Linked DNA regions of Oryzias latipes: region 1 is linked to region 2. The links are chromatin contacts, called in public Hi-C maps. All regions are on one chromosome and are shown on one strand. The core of a region is the stretch at or near the end of the contact, and the rest is flanking DNA. Distances in the headings are between cores, read along the strand shown.

Evidence for each region. Hi-C and Micro-C count contacts between places; a contact is called where the count stands out from the background.
Region 1: a contact with region 2 is called in a Hi-C map of embryo, with 4 times the contacts expected there. The contact joins the enhancer-like site here to the promoter of e2f8 in region 2. A contact is called at or near these places in 2 of 5 Hi-C or Micro-C datasets (both in embryo).

Annotation. Positions count from the first base shown.
Region 1 is chr3:6,348,955-6,352,201 of ASM223467v1, forward strand. The region is part of intron 7 of nav2 (neuron navigator 2); the gene reads left to right. Among protein-coding and RNA genes, the nearest start is that of nav2, 56 kb to the left of the region's middle. Within about 2 kb of position 1,622, at least 1 of the 8 cell types and tissues checked has an H3K27ac peak or open chromatin away from gene starts, as enhancers often do. A contact at or near this core is called in embryo, where this site is marked.
Region 2 is chr3:6,174,412-6,177,518 of ASM223467v1, forward strand. It overlaps e2f8 (transcription factor E2F8), which reads right to left and starts at 1,717. Exons shown (of 13, transcript XM_011487365.1): 1 at 1,447-1,717; 2 at 240-440; 3 at 11-161. The coding sequence starts at 410. LOC110017121 (a long non-coding RNA gene) reads left to right here and starts at 969. Exons shown (of 4, transcript XR_002292430.2): 1 at 969-1,025.

The sequences.
Region 1 (3,247 bases), core at 372-2,871, 170 kb after region 2:
AATAAACAGTTATTTTGCATCTAGCATAATTAATTTGATCTACAGTACCGTTTTAGAGTCTAGTTCTGGTATAAATAAATGGTAAATGGCGTATACTTATATAGCGCTTGTCTACCTTCAAGGCTTAAAATGCTTTACAGTCACAGACCCATTCACCCAGTCACACACACATTCACACACACATTCACACACTGGTGGCTGCTCCGCTGCCGAAAGCTGGTGCCAACCTCCCACCAGAGGCAAGGTGGGGTTCAGTGTCTTGCCTAAGGACACTTCGACTCAGGGGGGGTGCACGGCGAGAATGGAACCTGCAATCTTACGACCGCCCTACCGCTGCTCCACGGCCGCCCAGATATGTAGTTTATTCGTGGTGAGAGACCAGACAAGATAATGCTGTGAATGTTTGAATGAATGTGTAGATCTTTTCGAAATGGACAATGATAGATAGGGGCTGAATTGTAAATGTGAAGTTTTTGCAGCAGTTTCATGGTAAAGTTGAATGTGTAATGTCTGTACAGTATGAGAGGAACAAGTCTAGGGGCAAACCAACACAAAGGCTCTTGCTCTTGAGAGTGCTTGTTCAGCAAAAACTACAGAATCTGAGACCAGCATTGTGAGTAAGTTAAATCATTTTCCAGTAGTCTTTATTTATTATCCTTGACCGTGTTGCCATTCAGTAGGCCAGGGGTCTGCAACCGGTGGCTCTGGAGCCACATGTGGCTCTTTGGTTAAAGAAAAATAAAATGATACTTTAAATTAACATATTTTTGGACTAAATGCCACATTAGGCAAAAGAAAACAGTCAGACAAATCCAACTTTTTTCAACCCATTGAAGCATAATACATATCACTCTGCAAGGCTTTTGACTACAGTACCAACAATCAATCAAGCACTGTGGCTCTGTTGTTCTAAAACATTTGGAACGCTTTTTTAAACACCATGTGCCACAGAAAATTAATTCCAAGGCGCAATGTCGATTTTTGAAAAAAAACAAAGGATTTTAAGTTTATTATAGGTAGGGTCAATTAGTTAGCACTGGTTTACTTTTTGTTTGCTATGTTTTACAAACATATAGCTGTGATGCACCAGCAAAAGGTTAAAAAAATGTGTTGTGTTTTTTTTAAAATCACAAATGTCATTACACTACCTACAACTTTGCTGCAGCGAGATGATCCAATGGGGCACAGGGTGTATTTTATCTTGAAAGGAAGTTCTGTCAAAAGTTATAAACTATTTCATTTGGAATAAAAATGCTAATTTCTCTTGTTTTACTCATGCCAAAAACAATCATTTATATTGATCATAACAGTAACAAAATCATCAATACAAAGCAACGTTGTAATGAGACTTTGCAGCTCCCCCTGGCTTATCAACCCAAATGGCTCTTTGAGTGTTAAAGGTTGCAGACCCCTGGTGTAGGCCGGTAAGGTTTGGGTTGTAGCTTGAGTACAGTAGAAAACAGTGTAATCACTGTGAAAATAAATGTCAAAGTTCTGGTATATGTGAGTAATTGTGGAGGACCAGCAATGCCACCTTTGACCAGTTTAGTCACCAACCTGAGGGAAAAACCTGATCCTGAACCCCTCTGCTCTCAGTTCCTTTTATTTGGAAGCTCCTCCTCCAACCCTAACACTGATCAGCTCCACTCCCCCCCATTTCTGCACTCTTTTAGTGCCTGGCCTCAGTTTGAGATTCTCCTCTCATCTTGTGTTTACCTTCACCTCTTTCTCTGATCCTCATGGATATCTGCAGCATGCACAAGGTTTGTCAGCTTTTCACCTGAAGTTTTTGCTACAAGTTGTTAATAGAACTGATGGAAAATGTGTTTTTTTTGGTAAATATAGTTTTGTTTTTTTAGATTACCTTGCAGACTTTGCCTAAAATCTAAAAATTGGAGTGTGTATCGATAATAACAAAATCAATAACTTTACTGTGAAAATTTGTCTTACTGATCTGTCAGTAAATGTCTGACACTACCCATTTTTTAAATTTATAAATCAAATCTTAAATGCTACAACTGTAGGTTTAAGGTGTTGCTGCAGGATGGTAATGGACACCTGCAGCCTAACTGTGAGTCTGACGCGGGTCGTGACACCAGACTGAAGTCCAGTTACAGCAGGAGGCTGCAGTAAAAGTATAAAAGCACCCGGGTCGTCTCTTCATCTTTTTGTTAATACAAGCTGACAGACTTTGGGTGTTCATCAGATGACATAGAGCAGAGGGAGCGCTGGTGGCACCAGTGCGTGTGAGTCTGTGCATGAGGATGTGTGAGTGTTTGGCTGACGCTCCTGGTACATGAATAGCCTTCAGATTAGCTGTGGCATCACTGTTTGAGTGTATTCATGTGGAGAATCTTTAAAAAGTTTCAGGCTCCACACAAAAGCCGGCTGTCCCCCTCACTTTGTGGAACACAATGACTGAAAAGCGAGAGGGAGAGCTTTGGAAATTGGAACCTGATGAGTTAGCAAACACCTGCAGCTTCAAAATACGGGATGCGTTTTCCTAATGAAGCTGACCATTTGGGATGGAGGAGCTGGATGTTTCAGACATTGTCCTTCTTTCATTTCCTTTTTTACTTCAGTTGTCACTTTTTGTGTGACGTAACAAATCTGTGCTGGGGGTTTACCATTGACTGTATATGAGGACTGGACTGAGTGACTCCTCTCCCCTGGCATACCAAACAGAAAGTACACACTGGTTCAAAGAAGCCAAAATCCTATAGACCTCTATAGAAAAATGAAGATAAGATAAGATCAAGATTAAGATACTTTATTGATCCCAGCTTGGGAAATTCTATCAGAATTTGGTCAGAATAAACCATTCTTGATCTGATACTTTTTTTTTACATGTTTTTGATAATCCTTTTTTTGTCATAATATTTTTTTAGTGCAAGTTATAATCTGAGCAATCAGATGCCTCAAAAAAGTAGGTGGTCTCACATCCAACGTTCAAAAGGTTGATTGGCAGATTTTCTCTCGCTTGCTTTCAAGTGGTAGGGGTGTATCCTTCCAACAAGCTCACTCCTGATAGGCTAGAGTGGTTGCTACAGAAATGATGACCAACTTTGGACCAATCATTGCTTATTGTCAATTTCTGGCCCCAACATGGCAGAGTCTGTATCGGGGAACAATTGCGACTGAATTGACTTCATTTGGTTGGAGGCACAAGTAAAGCATGTTCCATGGGTGACATCACAGCCATTCTCTCCAGTTCCCCATTTACAGTCAATGGGGTGATGTCACACTC
Region 2 (3,107 bases), core at 467-2,966:
AAATGCGTACTCAGTTCGGTGGCCACATCATCCAGGCAGATGTCATTGAGGGCTGATTTGGGGTAATCTGGGTACCGGGCCAGAAATTTACGGCACAGCAATCCAAGACTTTTATCTTTTCTACTGATCATTTTCTCTGATTCTTCTCCGTTTTCAGAGTCCTGCCACAAAAAGACAGATGAGTACAAATCTTCACCGTGAACATTGTAACTGTAAGGGGTCAAAGCAAAACTGCATACCAGCGTCGGGTCAAGAGCGTCGCGATCCTCAGGGTCCAAACACAGCTCTTTCTCTCTGTTCCTGATCTCTGGACTTGCAGCACTGATGAGTATTTTCAGGTTGGAAGTTGGAGTCCAGGGATCAACAGAACCTGCTTCTATCCCCTTCTTAGGTGTGGAAAGGGGACCCATTGTTCTCCAGCTGTCAGGTCCTTAAGAAGACTGCACAAGAGTCACATCATTTCTATTAGTGTAGTGAAAAATACAAAAAGAAATCTGCAGACATTGCTATTAACAATGTTTTCAATTTAAGCCCATCAGAATAATAAAAAAAAAATTATTCATCCCACAAACAGGAAACGACCTTGTTACTATTGAAAAAAGCGTACAGACACACAAAGACAAAAATGTGAGGTACAACTGGATTTTCTTCATCTGCTTGTATTGATTTTAAAACAACTTTATATTATTGTAAAATAGATTAACTTAAATCTAATACTTCACTCACAAGGTTACACCAGAGTAGCCTCCATGTAACACTTAAAATTGGCACTTGAAACAGTCTATTTTATTAAAGTAAAATTCAAATAATAATATCAATTTAACACTACTCGTTGTGTTACAATAGTAACAGAAAACCTTTATAAAAACATATCCAAATACCAGTTTAATATTGGCGGTAAGTGACGCAAGCTCCGTCGAATCAGCGGGGCTAACGGACGAGAGAGTCCCGCCCTTTTTGTGCCAAGCAGCCAATGAAAGAGCGGCACGAGCCGGCGCAGAGGAAGTGGAGGGTGTCCCGCGCAGGTAAACTGTTTTTGAAATCCTTGGCGCGGAACAACCTTGTGGTGAAAAAACAGCGATTTCCCTCGTGTTTTGACGCATTTGATGAAGCAGTAATTCCACCAATAACCAAATACGGCGGGATTTTAAACGACACAGGCTTCAAACTTACTACTACTTCAAACTTTAGATTTGGTCACGAAGGGCGCTCACCGAATATCTTAACGAAACAGAGAACCGGTCAGTCCGGTCCCACTACACTACAACCGCTGTACCCCGAAGAAATAATAACTTTAGAAAAAAAACACTAAGCTACAACTGGTGGCGCGATCCGCCTAACTAGGTGGCGGTATTATTAACACGCTGCCACCCCAAATTCCTACAGTTCATGCTAGATGTAAGAACAAGCTCTAAACGTTTACAGGACAAACGTAATCCAACTTACTCAAGAAGCCCACGACGTCTCTTTCTCAAAGGCTTCCCATTCCCGCTGGAAATCCTGCGCATCCACTGGTGGACGTTATGTGGTTAAAGTAAATGTTCTCAAGAACTGATTGTCTCCGAACAGAGCAGATACGTGTTTGTAAGTAAGTCCTAGTAAGCTTTCTGTACTCCTCTTTGCTATCAAAGGGCGGCCCGCTGATCAACTTGGCTGGAGTTTTGAAAAACTTTACCCGGCAGTAGGACTGACCACTCACATTCGATTCGACCCGCCTAATCTGAACATGCGCACACACGTCACTCAAAGGGGTGGGGCGTAAACAAAGTTTCTCAGTAGTTCCTTCAAGTGCTTGTAGAAAACAAGCTAGCTAAAGTTTCCACAAAAGCGTCTCTTAAATGAGATGTTTCATTTTAAAAGGGCAAACCCTCCTTTTAAATTTAAACGTTTAAATAAATAAATAAAAATAAATAAACCACTCATCTTAAAGAAACAATCACCGCCTGTAGATAAAACTTGCTTTGATTTTCCATAAACTGCAAATAGGAATCACTTTACCCATGTGCCTTCATGGCCTTACAGCTAACCTTTGCCAAATATCTCTACTGTATCTGAACTGGACCAAGATGGGATCCCCCAATCTAAACTGGAGATTTAATTTTTGTGGTTAAAAACGGAGCCTTTAGCATTAAATCTATTTAAATTAAAAATAAACATGTCGTCTTCTTCAGTCTAACTCAAAATACATTATCATTTCCAAAGGGTAAATTCTGACATTTATTGTGTGCTACACTATTGATAAGATGTGTAATCTGTTTCTCACGACAGAACTGTTTGAACAGGACACGTTAACATCAAACAAACAAAAAAAAGTTGTTTTTTGGGTGGTGGGGGGATTTATAAACTGTAAAAAGACCTGTTAGGTGTTGTAGATCATTTATTGTTAGGACTTTAGGCTCTGTACTGTGTGTGTGTTCCCCCTCAAATACAATCATAATTATAATTTTTATAGTTACCTTGGGTTGACAGACATGTACATTTTATAACAATGTCGTTGCTGATAGATTTTTGCTAAGTTTAAAGACATAAAGAGGAAATTGTCACTATCAGTCAGATAAGAACATAATTTTTAGTCAGTTTTGATGTTTATGGATTTATTGGAAGTTTTCTCATATACATATACATAGTAGTTCCAGGAACTGAGGAAAAAAAGAAACAGAAAAAATTAATTTGAACTACAATTCAAAACCTTACCTAAACAAGCAAGTATACCACACATGCTCAAAATACTGCCTTCTACTCACATCTTTATTAAAATAAAGTATTTTTCGGCCAGGGGTCTGTAAAATTTAACACTTAGAGAGCCGTTCAGGTCAATTTCTCACAGCCACAACCCAGTTGGGTTTATCAAATTTCTCCAAAAAAAGTTTTTCCGCTTGGAAGAGGAGCTTTTTGAGGTGTCGCGGAACTGACATACTTCACACTTAAAACTGCAATGGAAACATTTTGTTTTCTAATGAAATGAGCCATGTGACCAACAACTCTGCATAGGTAGCCAGTTAGCATCCATTTGCCTAACCCGGTGGGGTCGCTGGCTTGCCGGAGACTGTCCCAGCATCCTCGGGCGTCATTGAGAAGCAGTTGGGGGGGGGGGAGGTTGCTGTTAG